Linked DNA regions of Mus musculus: region 2 is linked to region 1. The links are chromatin contacts, called in public HiChIP or PLAC-seq maps. All regions are on one chromosome and are shown on one strand. The core of a region is the stretch at or near the end of the contact, and the rest is flanking DNA. Distances in the headings are between cores, read along the strand shown. Region 1 overlaps Ptpro (protein tyrosine phosphatase, receptor type, O). Region 2 holds the start of Gm38915 (a long non-coding RNA gene).

Region 1 (5,944 bases), core at 2,144-4,643:
ACCTATATAAATATGTTAGTACAACCTGCTCAGTTTATTTAGTATTGCTTAGATGAAATGAGTTCAGCGCTGACCACTTGGAACTGGATAAACATGGAGCTCTCCCCTGGGGAGACCAGTTCTCCCTTCCTTAGCAGTCATTAGCTGACTAGAGTTCTTTGTCTAGTGGGAGGGAGAGTCCAATGCTCAGATGCAGTTTGTGTGAAAGCAGAGTAATGAATAACCCCCGCCCCCTCCACTGAGTAAGACCAGTGCACCTGCCAGGTCCAGGAAGCCTCAGCACTGGCCCGGTGGTTCAGACCACACCTGAGTCTGGCTGGGAAAGAGCGAGACTGATTAAGCTGCAGTGGCAAAGCTTTGACCTTTAAAAGACGGGGCTGGGATCAGGGTTAGAGGCCAGCTTACACGGCAGGATGTTTGTGTAGCGGTTTTTACATCGGTTCAGCGGTAGATCTGCAGCAAAGTGCGGAATATCCAGTCCAATCAACTTCAACTCCTGCAAACAAGAGAGAGTAGGGTTGAAGTTTCTGTGCACGGTGCAGATTGGATGGCTTACGGTTCACCTTGGACTCTGTTCGTGGATAAAACTTCAACATGCCCTTGGCTAGCTGATAACATAGCGATTCCTTCTAAGGGCAGAGTGTGTTTGCTGATCCACTCCGTTCTTGTCAGCTCACTCTAGGCAATGAGTGGGTAGAACTTGGGTGAAATCGGAAATTCACTATGGGCTTATTTAATTCGGTTTCTTCTCCTGTCCTCTACCAGCAGCCAGAAAGAGTTTGTGGGCAGGAAAGCTGCCAGTGTCTGGGTGAGGAGACAGCCTGACTGACACCCACAGCCTGAAGTAGAATCACTCCATCGAAGCCACGGACCTATGAGTGTGAAGGCTAAGCATGGAGGGGCTCAGATGGTAAAGGCTGTCTGTCAGCCTGACTGCAGTGAAGCACTGCCCACTGTGACATCTAGAGAGCTCAGGCTTCTCACACATCATTCGGAGATGTAGAGATCTGCGTGGGAGATGGAGGGAGGGAGGCTCAGGAATGAACACAGGCTCCAGGATTATGATAAGGGGGGCAGCTCACGTAGGAGTCATTCATATAAACCTTTCCTATTTCGTGAGGAAATGTGGAGATCTGTTTTCTCATAGAGATAAGCCTCAAAGAAGAAGTGAGAGGGTGGAGCGAGGACAGGAAGCAATCTCCTCACTGTAAAATAGTGGGTTAACAGTCTCTAAATACTGGTGATGGGACCCGTAGAACAAAGATGGATCGGCATGTGGAGGCAAGCCCTAGAACGGAAGGCAGCACACTGGAGAGACATCTGTCGACCTGTTGGGTGTCTTTACCATCGCCCTTACCCCAGCAAGCATTAGTGATTTTCCTATAAGCAGACAACCAGTGCAGTTCAAAAGATTAAGTGACTGTAAGAGGCATTTCAGCTGTTTATCCCTGTGCTTTATTTAAAAAAAAAAAGTGGTTGTATACTCCCAGGTGTCCTACAGTCCCATTCCTATTGGAATGGTAGTTTCTGGGCTTGTACCATATACTACTGAAGGAGCAAATCTAGCAATATCCTGAAAGACTCCAAGATGCATTTTTATTGTTTTTATTTTATGTATGTGTCAATGCAAGTGAATGTGCTCTCTGTGTGTGTGTGTGTGTATGTGTATATGTGTGTGTGTGTGTGTGTGTGTGTATGTGTGTGTACCCTTGGTATTTGGCTTTACGTAACATAGCGTGAGTCATTTTTAGCTTCTTGAGGCTGTTGAGAAACCAGCTGCTATACATTTTGCTTGCACTTAATGAATCCAGTGTTTTGCATGTGTATGTATGTGTAATGATGTATTGGCATGTATGTGGGTGTGCCCGTGTGGTGAGGCAGAGGGCTATGGTGGCTTCCCTAATGGATCTTCACTTCATTTGCCACATTAGGGTCTTTGACTAAGCCAGTTAGCAAGGCTAGCTCACCAGCTTGTCCTGACCGTGCTTTGTCTCTGCCTCCTGAGTGCTACGATTACAGGTCACCCCTCTTGCAAGGCCTCTCCACAGGCATTGCTGATCTGAACTCTGAAGTTCTCGAACTTTACTCAAGGTAATCTGTTCCAAGCCCCAAAGGATGCAGCAAAGCACCCAAGTGTCACACTTCAAGTCTCTTCTCAATGGTTCCTTTAAGGAATTCGGAGCTAGAGGACTACTCTGGAAGAGGAATCTGTGGATCTCTGAAAGATTTTAAAGGGAAGAGACATTTAAGGGAAGAGACGTTGATTGAGAAGAGCGGCCCTCTCATCCTGTGTGTCTTGATTCAAGCATTCTTCACAGAGCCCATGCTCTGGGAATCCAGCTTTCGGTCCTGGGCCTCTTTCAAGTTGGAGATACTTGCTGTCACCCGATACTGGCCTGCACAGTTGCCATCAGCCTGGATGGAGCAACCTCAGTGGCCCAACTGTTTCTTTCTTGTTGATGCTTCATCAGTTTTTGCTTCTCAAGATTATAGAATCTTACACTGTTTGGGCTACGAGGTAGTCAGCCGTTCTTGAAGATGAACTGGCAAGTAGGTGCCTCAGTACAAATTTAAATTTTTCCCCATTTCAGATAAAAAAAAAAAAACCTTTGCACTAGTGTCCTTATAAAGCAGAAAACTGCCATTGTAATTGCACAAGTTTCTCATCAAGGTTTTCCAATGGCTTGCTATATTACTCTTGTGAGATAAACACAGACACACACACACACACACACACACACACACACACACACACACACACACAATCTCTAGTTTTGCAAAACTTAACCCAAATCAGCATTATTTTTTAAGGTTAATTAGAGTAATCATGAGCTTATTTAAATTATGGGTTTTTTTTTCTTCCATTGATTAAGATATTTTACAAGTGGAGTTTCTTTAGAAAGAACCATAAAGGATAATTTGTCCAAAAGAGATTATTTTTCAAAATATCTTCCTTAGTTGTGTGTGCCACTTATAAAGAATCGGTTTTTTGAAAGCAGCTCAAAAATCGTCAATGTAAGTTTAGCCATCCTCAGACAAATCTTACAACTTTCCCATCCTTTGCTGGCTTGTGTACTAGCAAATAGAATTATTAAACTCAACAAAGGCAAACATTGCCCCGTGAACACCAACTGTGAAGCATTCAAAGGTGGTGTGGTTGTGTTTGTTTTTGCTTTGCCTGACCTGGGTCTATAATGACTCCTTTCTTCGCCTTTGTGTGGACAGAGTCACAACTCTCCTCAGCTTTCCGCCAACAATTTGGACACAGACTAAAAAGCAACTCGGAAAGGCCTCGGATACAAAAGAAACCTTGGAAACAAACCCAGAGCTGGAGAGCGGGCTGAGCACGTGGACACTGACTCTCTAAGAGACCTGAAATTCAGTGCTGCGGTCCCAGTTGAAAATGCCCTAAGTTGGTAAGAGCTGCTTAATTGGCTGAACACTGTAAATGTAAATTAGCCAAGTAGAACTGCAGCGGAGCCTGAGCCGGCCCGAAGCTGGGTGTACAAGCGAGCAACTCTGCAGGCTTTGTAATTTAGCTTGTCACCCAATGGAAAACCAAACAAGGTCTCAGCTCAGGTCACTCTGCAGGGAGTTTCCCTCGAGCCATAGAGACACCGCAGAGGCTTAAATCTTCATTACAATAAAGTGTAGGGGTGACGGGCTGAAGCCACATAAATCATTTTCCAGTTTCTGTTTGCCCATTTTGCTTCGGATATAATCAATCATGTTTTTTATTTACTGGAGACGTCCCCATGGGTTGAATGGTGTTCTCCAAGGAGCTGTGTCCATGTCACAACCTATGAATGTGGACCTTTTGTAAAAGTCTGTGGGGATAAGTCACTCTGTATGGATTGCCAGAGGAGAAGCCATGTAGAGACTGGTTAGAGTCTGGCTTGATGTAGCTGCCAGTGGAGGGACACTTGGGGCCACCCAAAACTGAGCAAGGTACACAAGTGCTCTCCCCGGAGGCTCCAAAGGGAGCGTGTTCAGCTCCTGAATCTGAACTTGGAGAGCACAGATCTATTGTTTCAAGCCAAGAGCACTGTAATGACTTCCTAGAGCCTAACAGAGTCACCAAGCCCAGTGGCCATCTATATTGGGCCAGAGACAGTTGAAGCACCCAACTCCAGAGAAAGAAAGTAAAAACATGCACTGTGTATGTGTATATGCCTCTGTGTTTGTGTGTGTGTGTGTACTGCCACAACTAAACATCACAGAGTTGAGGTTTTAATCAAAAGATGCTATTATTTTTCATAGTCATGGGGGCTGAAAAGCCCCAAACCAAGTTGCCAACAATGTAGATTTCCTTGTTAATCTTTGGCTTGTAAGCAGCTGTCAGCTCTGTGTGTTCCCATGTCTTATCAACGTGAAGCTCAGGGGAAGAAGAAGATGGCAAACTCACTAGTTTCTCTTATATTAAGGCATTAACCTCACCACTAGAATCCCAGCTCCTTTACTCTGTGCATCTTAATTACCTCCAAAGGGCCTCATCCTTAAATACTGTCAACGAGGCAAGGCCTTCCATGGATTGGAAGAACACAGTCAGCCTGTAAGGCAAGCATAGGATTTTAGAGCTAGCAACACCATCAGCAGATTGTGGTACTTAGCACTGACCTTGGAACAGACTGGGCGTTAGACGCAAGGCATTCGGGCCAATAGATCCCGTGTCCACAGGGAAGACAAAGGGGCGGGGGTAAGGGGGTGGGGGAGAGCAGAGGGCCCATCTGCAGCAAGCTAATGGCACAATAGAATTGTGGTGTGTGCTTATCTTCAGGTGACCATGAAGGGGGATGAAGAGAGTAAGCTCTCATCCAGTGCAGCACTGTATGGGCCTTCTGAGGCTGTTGGAATAAGGTGCTACAAATATGGTGACTTTGAGTTGAAAATCTTCATTCTCATCCACTCCTATTATCCGTAGGTTTGGTCTTCTTATTGTGTCCTGGATTTCCTGGATATTTTGAGTTAGGATCTTTTTGCATTTTCCATTTTCTTTGATTGTTGTGTCCATGTTCTCTATGGAATCTTCTGCACCTGAGATTCTCTCTTCCATCTCTTGTATTCTGTTGCTGATGCTCAAATCTATGGTTCCAGATTTCTTTCCTAGGGTTTCTATCTCCAGTGTTGCCTCACTTTGAGTTTTCTTTATTGTGTCTACTTCCCTTTTTAGGTCTAGTATGGTTTTGTTCATTTCCATCACCTGTTTGTATGTTTTTTCCTCTTTTTCTGTAAGGACTTCTACCTGTTTGATTGTGTTTTCCTGTTTTTCTTTAAGGACTTGTAACTCTTTAGCAGTGTTCTCCTGTATTTCTTTAAGTGAGTTATTAAAGTCCTTCTTGATGTCCTCTACCATCATCATGAGATATGCTTTTAAATCTGGGTCTAGGTTTTCAGGTATGTTGGGGTGCCCTGGACTGGGCGAAGTGGGAGTGCTGGGTTCTGATGATGGTGAGTGGTCTTGGTTCCTGTTAGTAAGATTCCTACGTTTACCTTTCGCCATCTGGTAATCTCTGGAGTTAGTAGTTATAGTTGACTCTGTTTAGAGATTGTTCTTCTGGTGATTCTGTTACCGTCTATCAGCAGACCTGGGAGACAGATTCTCTCCTCTGAGTTTCAGTGCTCAGAGCACTCTCTGCTGGCAAGCTCTCTTACAGGGAAGGTGCGCAGATATCTTGTGTTTGGACCTCCTCCTGGCCGAAGAAGAAGGCCCAAAACAGGACCTTTCTCAGAAGCTGTGTTGCTTTGGCAGTTCCCAGAAGCTGTCAGCTTCTGTGGTGCAGACTCTCACCTGTGCAGACTAAATTCCTAAGTTCTGCGGAGTCCTGGAACCCAGATGGCGACCGCTGCTGCTGAGGCTGAGGCCGCCTCCCGAGCCAGGCGGACACCTGTCCTCTGGTCCGGATGGTGGCTGGCTGTCTGTGGCCCGCAAAGGGTGCTGCCTCAG
Region 2 (5,944 bases), core at 2,281-4,780, 260 kb before region 1:
GGAAAAGGCCAAAATTTAAGTGTTTGGCCTCTCTCTGCAGAGATCCTCTTGACACATCCAATGACAAACAATCCAGGGCTGCCAAGGTTTCTGAGTCAGTCAGGAAGCAATTGTTGAAACCTTTCCCAGGGTCTCAGTATCTTTGAGTGTCAGTATGTGAAAGGACAGGAAGTTGGAGAAAGGGCAAGACTGTGGAATAGTATTCATGAAATACTGAATTTTTTTGTCACCTAAAAACCAAGACAGTAACTTCAATTTATTTCGCCCCTAAGACATACCTAGTGCTACTGATTTTTTAAAAAAAATTATTATAAATTCTTATAAATAACCAAAGAGAGTTTGCGACGTATGTTGATGATTATTGCTGAGTGTTGAGTGTTTCCCTCTCCTTCTGGATGGTGACCACTTTCACTTCCATAAGTTTGACAATGGGGTAGGAAAGTTTGTATTTCACCAACCAGTAGGAAGCAGAGCCCAGAAGTGTTTAACTGTACCTGCTGGGCACTTTGGCGTTGGTTTATTTAATTAACTCAACTTATATCCATTAAGATTTATGAGATACACCTTCATTTTTCCTTGCTGTGCTACAAGAAACTTTTTTAAAATTTATTCACTTTATATCCCACTCACTGTTCCTTCTCCTGGTCAGCCCCTCCCACAATCCTTCCATACTCACCTTCCCTTCTCCTCTGAGAGAGTGGAGGTCCCCTACTTGGTACCTTGCCCTCTGCCCCCTGCCTCCGCCTCTAGCACATCAAGTCTCTGCCAGTGTTCGGTGCATTCTCTCCCACTGAGGCCAGACAAGGCACTCCAGCTAGAAGAACATATCCCACATACAGGAAACAGCTCTTGAGATAGCCCCGCTCCAGCTGTTCAGGACCCACATGAAGACCAAGCTGCACATCTGCTACATGTGGGCAGGGTTAGGCTAGCCCATGTATGCCCTTTGGTAAGTGGTTCTGTCTCAGAGAGCAACAAGAAACTTACCACAAACTTTGCAAGCTAAAACAATATGTATTAGTTCATTCCTCTGTAATGTAAAATAAACCCCTGTGCCCAGCAGTGATGCCTAGGGACCCACGTAGCTAAAATCAAGGGCATTGCCACAGGTCTTTTCCTGAGCAGAATCTGGTGACTATGGTTGGAGAGATGAGGCCTGACAGCTAGCATGATAGCGTATCATGTAAAGACACTTGTCACCTTAGCTTACAACCTGAGCCCGATTCCTGTGATCCACATGGCAGAAGACGGAAAGATTGGTTCTTGAATCTGAGGTCAGAAAAGCCTGAGATAGTTGAGGGGTGTGGCGTGGCATAGCATGGCATGGCGTGGTGTGGTGGTGACTAGGTCAGCTTTCCCTTGCTGGCATTTAGCAGAGCATTGACATCCATCCTGGACTCATAGAACTTCCCACGCTTTTGGTTTTGGTGGTGGTGGTCACACAGCCTCCTCTCTTCCAGCCAGCAACAGTGACTCTCACTTGTGTCCAGTGTCTCTCAGTCAAGGTCAGCCTCTTTGTAAAGATTCATCTAATTGGACAAACCAACTAGAATGCTCTCAGCATCTCAGTGCTGACCTCTTTGAGATCGTATTTACATCTACAAAAGGACTTCTTAGTGGTGCCTGGATTTGCACCTGATGGGATAACCGAGAGAAGATGGTGTGGAACCAGAGGGTGGGACTGTTGGGGAGCATCCTACATCATCTCTGCCAGAGGTCCATTGGGATCCCCAGTAACCGGGGGGGGGGGGGCTGTGTTCTGATAGAGATTGAGGAAGAATTGCTTCTAAGCTCACACAGTATATTAGCAGAATCTGTCTTTCTGGCCATTGAATTGAAGGTGTTCTGCTGCTGCTGCTGCTGCTGCTGCTGCTGCTGCTGGCTAGTGGAAGGAAAACTCTCTCACCTGTCCCTGTTCACAATGGAGTCACAATGCTTGACTGTCAAGACCAGTGAATGAGAGAATCCCCCAAATCCAGTGTCTGCTAAGACTAGATCTTTTGGTTTTTGATTTTGTTTTGTTTTGTTTTGTTTTGTTTTGTTTTGTTTTGTTTTGTTTTGTTTTGTTTTGTTTTGCTTTGCTTTGCTTTGCTTTGCTTTGCTTTGTTTTGTTTGAGACAGGGTTTCTCTGTGTAGCCCTGGCTGTCCTGGAACTCACTTTGTAGACCAGGCTGGCTTCGAACTCAGAAATCCGCCTGCCTCTGCCTCCCAAGTGCTGGGATTAAAGGCGTGCGCCACCACACCCGGTTTAAGACTAGATCTTATCTGATGTCTAATCCCAAGAATAGCATCCTCTCAGCATCCTTGTTTATTAGGGTCAGTAAAAGTCACATTTTCATCTCACACACAAGGAGCAGAGTTTCTAAAAGTAGTCGCTGAAGGTCATGTTATAATGTGTCCGTTACCAAAAGTGCTCAGTATTGTGGAAGAATTTTTAAATTAAGTGGATTTTTGAGAGTTCAGGGAACAGAACATTTGTCTGGAGCATTATCAAGGGTGCACTTTGGACAGCAGAGTCCACAAAAATGCCACCCAGTGGTTAAGACAGTATCCTTCAAACCCCAGATCTGACATATCACTGGAGGCTGAATCCTAGCTGTGTCCTGGATCTACTGCAACTTAACTTTTCCTTGCCTCAGTTTCCCTCTTCTTGAATTAAAGATGATGATTATATGCATCTCTGGGGTGAATATGAGGAGTAGGGAGGCACTGTGGTGACCAAAGCCAAGGGTACCATAATAGCATTAGCCGGTGATTTCTACCACTGTTTATTTACTTCTTGATGAATCTGATATCTACTATTCACCTACTTACTTAAATCTTGTGTCAAGCTTAGGTGTCTTTCCGCCATTTTCTTTTCATGGTATACTTTCTCTAACAACTGTACTGAGATGTAATTGTTGTCACTCGCACAGGAAGTTAGATATGTGCAGGGGTACCACCATCAGGATCAAGATAGCTATCAGAGCCAGTCAACTTGACAGATTTCAATGTATTTGTGAGTGTGTGTGTGTGTGTGTGTGTGTGTGTGTGTGTGTGGTGTTTATGCTAAGAAGTATGTACTAGCATAGAAACTCATTTAACAGTGTTAAGTGAAAGGAACCATTGTGTTACTTTGTAGAGCAGATCTGTAAAATGTACACGTCTCAAAATTTTCTATCATTAAGCAACAGCTTATGGAATTTTATATCATTAAAGCAACAGCTTCGCATTTCCCACTGCCTCTGGCTCTCACAACCATAGCATAGCGTTTGCTGCTCTAAGTTGACCTGGAAACCCTTCATGAACAAAGCCACACAATGTCTATGCTTCTGTGACTGGCTTATGAGGTTTCTCTCATGTGGGGATTTGGTATAACCTATCCACGTGAAGATCTGGAAACGCCTAACCGTGTGAAGTCTGATAAGGGCCATCCATGTGGGGATTCGGCACAGCCTGTTCATGTGAGGCGCTGCTACATCCTCTCCATTTTTAACAGCTCCCTCTCTATGTATTCGGTGGGGTGATGTGGTTATTCTGTGTTCTCTCATCATTATGCCAATTATACTTTTCAAACACTTTTAATTTGCAGTCTGCTAATAGGACTCTTGAGGAAAGTGAATGTTAATTAGGTCTCCAGTGACACATTTTAATTATACGTCTCATTCTGTAGCTGAGGTTCAATGGTAGACTGTGGTAGGGGGCAATCAACCATGGTGAACAACTGTATGGTCTGTAGTTATGTCTGTGGTAGCAGAAGACCTTGGGAATTTTCCTAGTCTGGATGTTAGAAGGAAGGAGACTTAAATTTACTGAATTAAATCGAGTTCTGTTTCGTTCTACCCCAATTATCTGGAAGTAAAATGAGGAAAACTTCACTCTCTATTCTGAGGCTTCAGAGTTGCTAGGGAAACAAGGCGCTTACAAGTTAGACAGACATAACAGAATATGTGATGAGGCAGCATCAAATTTGGTTATCTGAGAGATATGAGAATCCACAACATGTCTTTTTGTCACATTAGTTTAGTCCATGCCTGTTCCCGTGGGAGTCAATTCTGTCTTTCCAGCAATGGGGGTGCAGGAATCAAACTCAGGTTGTCAAACTTGGCATCGAGTGCCCTTATCCAGTGGATTATTATTATGCCAGACTGAGATTTCAAAGAAGAGAGAGCAGACTGGGAAGAGCACGCTAGAGCGACCCCAGATAGTGTTGGGTTGGTGGATTGACCCAGAGAAACTGAGTGCTGTGGAAACATTCAGGCTTGGATAATATCTCCAACACGGGTTTGCTTTAACTTTGATCATACTCTGTTTCCAAGACAGTAAGGGGTGACAAATGAAGGCTGTTTACTACTAGAGGACGAACACACTGGACTGCTATTCACTGTGAGCTATTCTGATCGTCATAGTCCAAAAGCATGGATATTACACTGTTTGCTTGAAATATATGGAAAATAATGACACATGAGGGATGGCCAATACCACAGACAAGATGTTCATACCAGTTCTAATTTTCTAGTTTTTTTTGTTTGTCAGTTTAAGGAAAACCTTAGTAATGATTTTCCCCCAGCCTTTATACACTAAAAAAGTGAAGCTATCCTAACATATAGTTACAAATAAACACAAAGGCAAGGGTAGAGAATATTAATTTCCCATTATCTCAAGAATGTCACAAAGTATAAAATATTTCCTCTTGTCTTTGAAGTATATCTGTTCTGAGGCACTCTGGGATCAACAATTTCTTTTAACTTCTACAATAGAGCTGTGAGGGGAAAATCATGGTTTACACATAGCTCCATTCTATTGAGTGACCCATTTGCAAAGCCACATTTCACTATGTGTGACAAGAGAAAGCATTTTAAATGGCTATTTATAGCTGGTGTTATATCATATGGGGCAATATTATTAGTCGAAAAAGCCAGTAATTGAATGTTGTAATTCATTCATTTATGACCTTACCATTTTGCAGCATTTTTAATAGCAATTTCTTTTACAAGCTATTACAAGTGGGTTGAAAGCTGGTTAGATATTCTTAAGAGTAGAAGTCTACTTCTCCCAGCTATAAATTCTTTATCTAGTAAACACAAGTTCATCTTGTGAGCTCAGAATAGGGAACTGAGCTTCTCTTAGGCTGTTTAGTTCATCTTGAATGTATCTCCTTTATAACTGAAGGAAGAACCATGCTTGTAAACGCTCCCTGAGCCCTTGAAAGCATCAGCAAGCACTGCTACCAGGAATCCATCCTGTACATAGCCCTGGGATCAGTATTGATTCTGACATTAAATAAATGGCCCCAATCTTTTTTTAAACACTCAAGGCTAAAAGTAATACAATCTCAAGGAAAAAGAGGGAAAATATAGGCATGGGGGATGGAGGGAAGCCAGGCTTAGATGCCATTGCATCAGCAAATGGCCTCATTGTCTTTGGAAGCTATAACTGGTCTCATCTCAGGCTGGAGAGAAAGGAGGATGAAGGTATTTTCGCATCCATGTCTAGTCTATCGAACTGGAGAGCTTCTTGCATTTTCGCTGAAGGTTGTACACTACCCAGAGAAGCCGATGGCACAAGGTTGCCAAAATTCAGCTCAGAAATTCAGCCTGGACTTGCCAATGTGTATGTCTTGCTGAAACTATGTCTGAATGAAGGAGTTTAGGGTTAGTTGCCTTTCTGCTACTAGGATGAGTGCCTGAGATGATCAACTTATGAAGGGTTTTGTCTTGGCTCACAGTTTTGGTGGTTGCAGTCCTTGAACCATTGACTTTGTTGTTTGGAGCATAAGGTGGTGTGGCACATCATGATGGAACATCACCTAGTGGACATAAAGTGAAAGAGCAGAAAGGAAACAATGCTGACCACACTATTCCCTGCACTTGAAGCCTTCCAGGAGGCTCTGCCTCTCAGTTATTACCACCAGCTCACCTGGGACTAAGCTTTCCAAAGTTAAGGACATACTTTTTGTTTAATT

Evidence for each region. HiChIP or PLAC-seq counts read pairs in DNA pulled down with a chosen protein or histone mark.
Region 2: a contact with region 1 is called in an H3K4me3 HiChIP or PLAC-seq map of embryonic basal ganglia, with 3 times the contacts expected there. The contact joins two enhancer-like sites. A contact is called at or near these places in 13 of 39 promoter capture datasets (the C10 cell line, the HPC-7 cell line, cranial neural crest and 8 more), 7 of 484 Hi-C or Micro-C datasets (the C2C12 cell line, ECoMG-derived neutrophils, the HPC-7 cell line and 4 more), 6 of 115 datasets of contacts at active chromatin or transcription factors (bone marrow-derived macrophages, embryonic basal ganglia, embryonic stem cells and 1 more) and 1 of 9 other capture datasets (embryonic stem cells).

Annotation. Positions count from the first base shown.
Region 1 is chr6:137,435,605-137,441,548 of GRCm38.p6, reverse strand. It overlaps Ptpro (protein tyrosine phosphatase, receptor type, O), which reads right to left. Exons shown (of 27, transcript NM_011216.3): 20 at 406-496. Among named protein-coding and RNA genes, the nearest start is that of Gm52924, 160 kb to the right of the region's middle. Within about 2 kb of position 3,393, at least 38 of the 459 cell types and tissues checked have an H3K27ac peak or open chromatin away from gene starts, as enhancers often do. A contact at or near this core is called in embryonic basal ganglia, where this site is marked.
Region 2 is chr6:137,697,232-137,703,175 of GRCm38.p6, reverse strand. It overlaps Gm38915 (a long non-coding RNA gene), which reads right to left and starts at 31. Exons shown (of 4, transcript XR_869522.1): 1 at 1-31. Within about 2 kb of position 3,530, at least 5 of the 459 cell types and tissues checked have an H3K27ac peak or open chromatin away from gene starts, as enhancers often do. A contact at or near this core is called in embryonic basal ganglia, where this site is marked.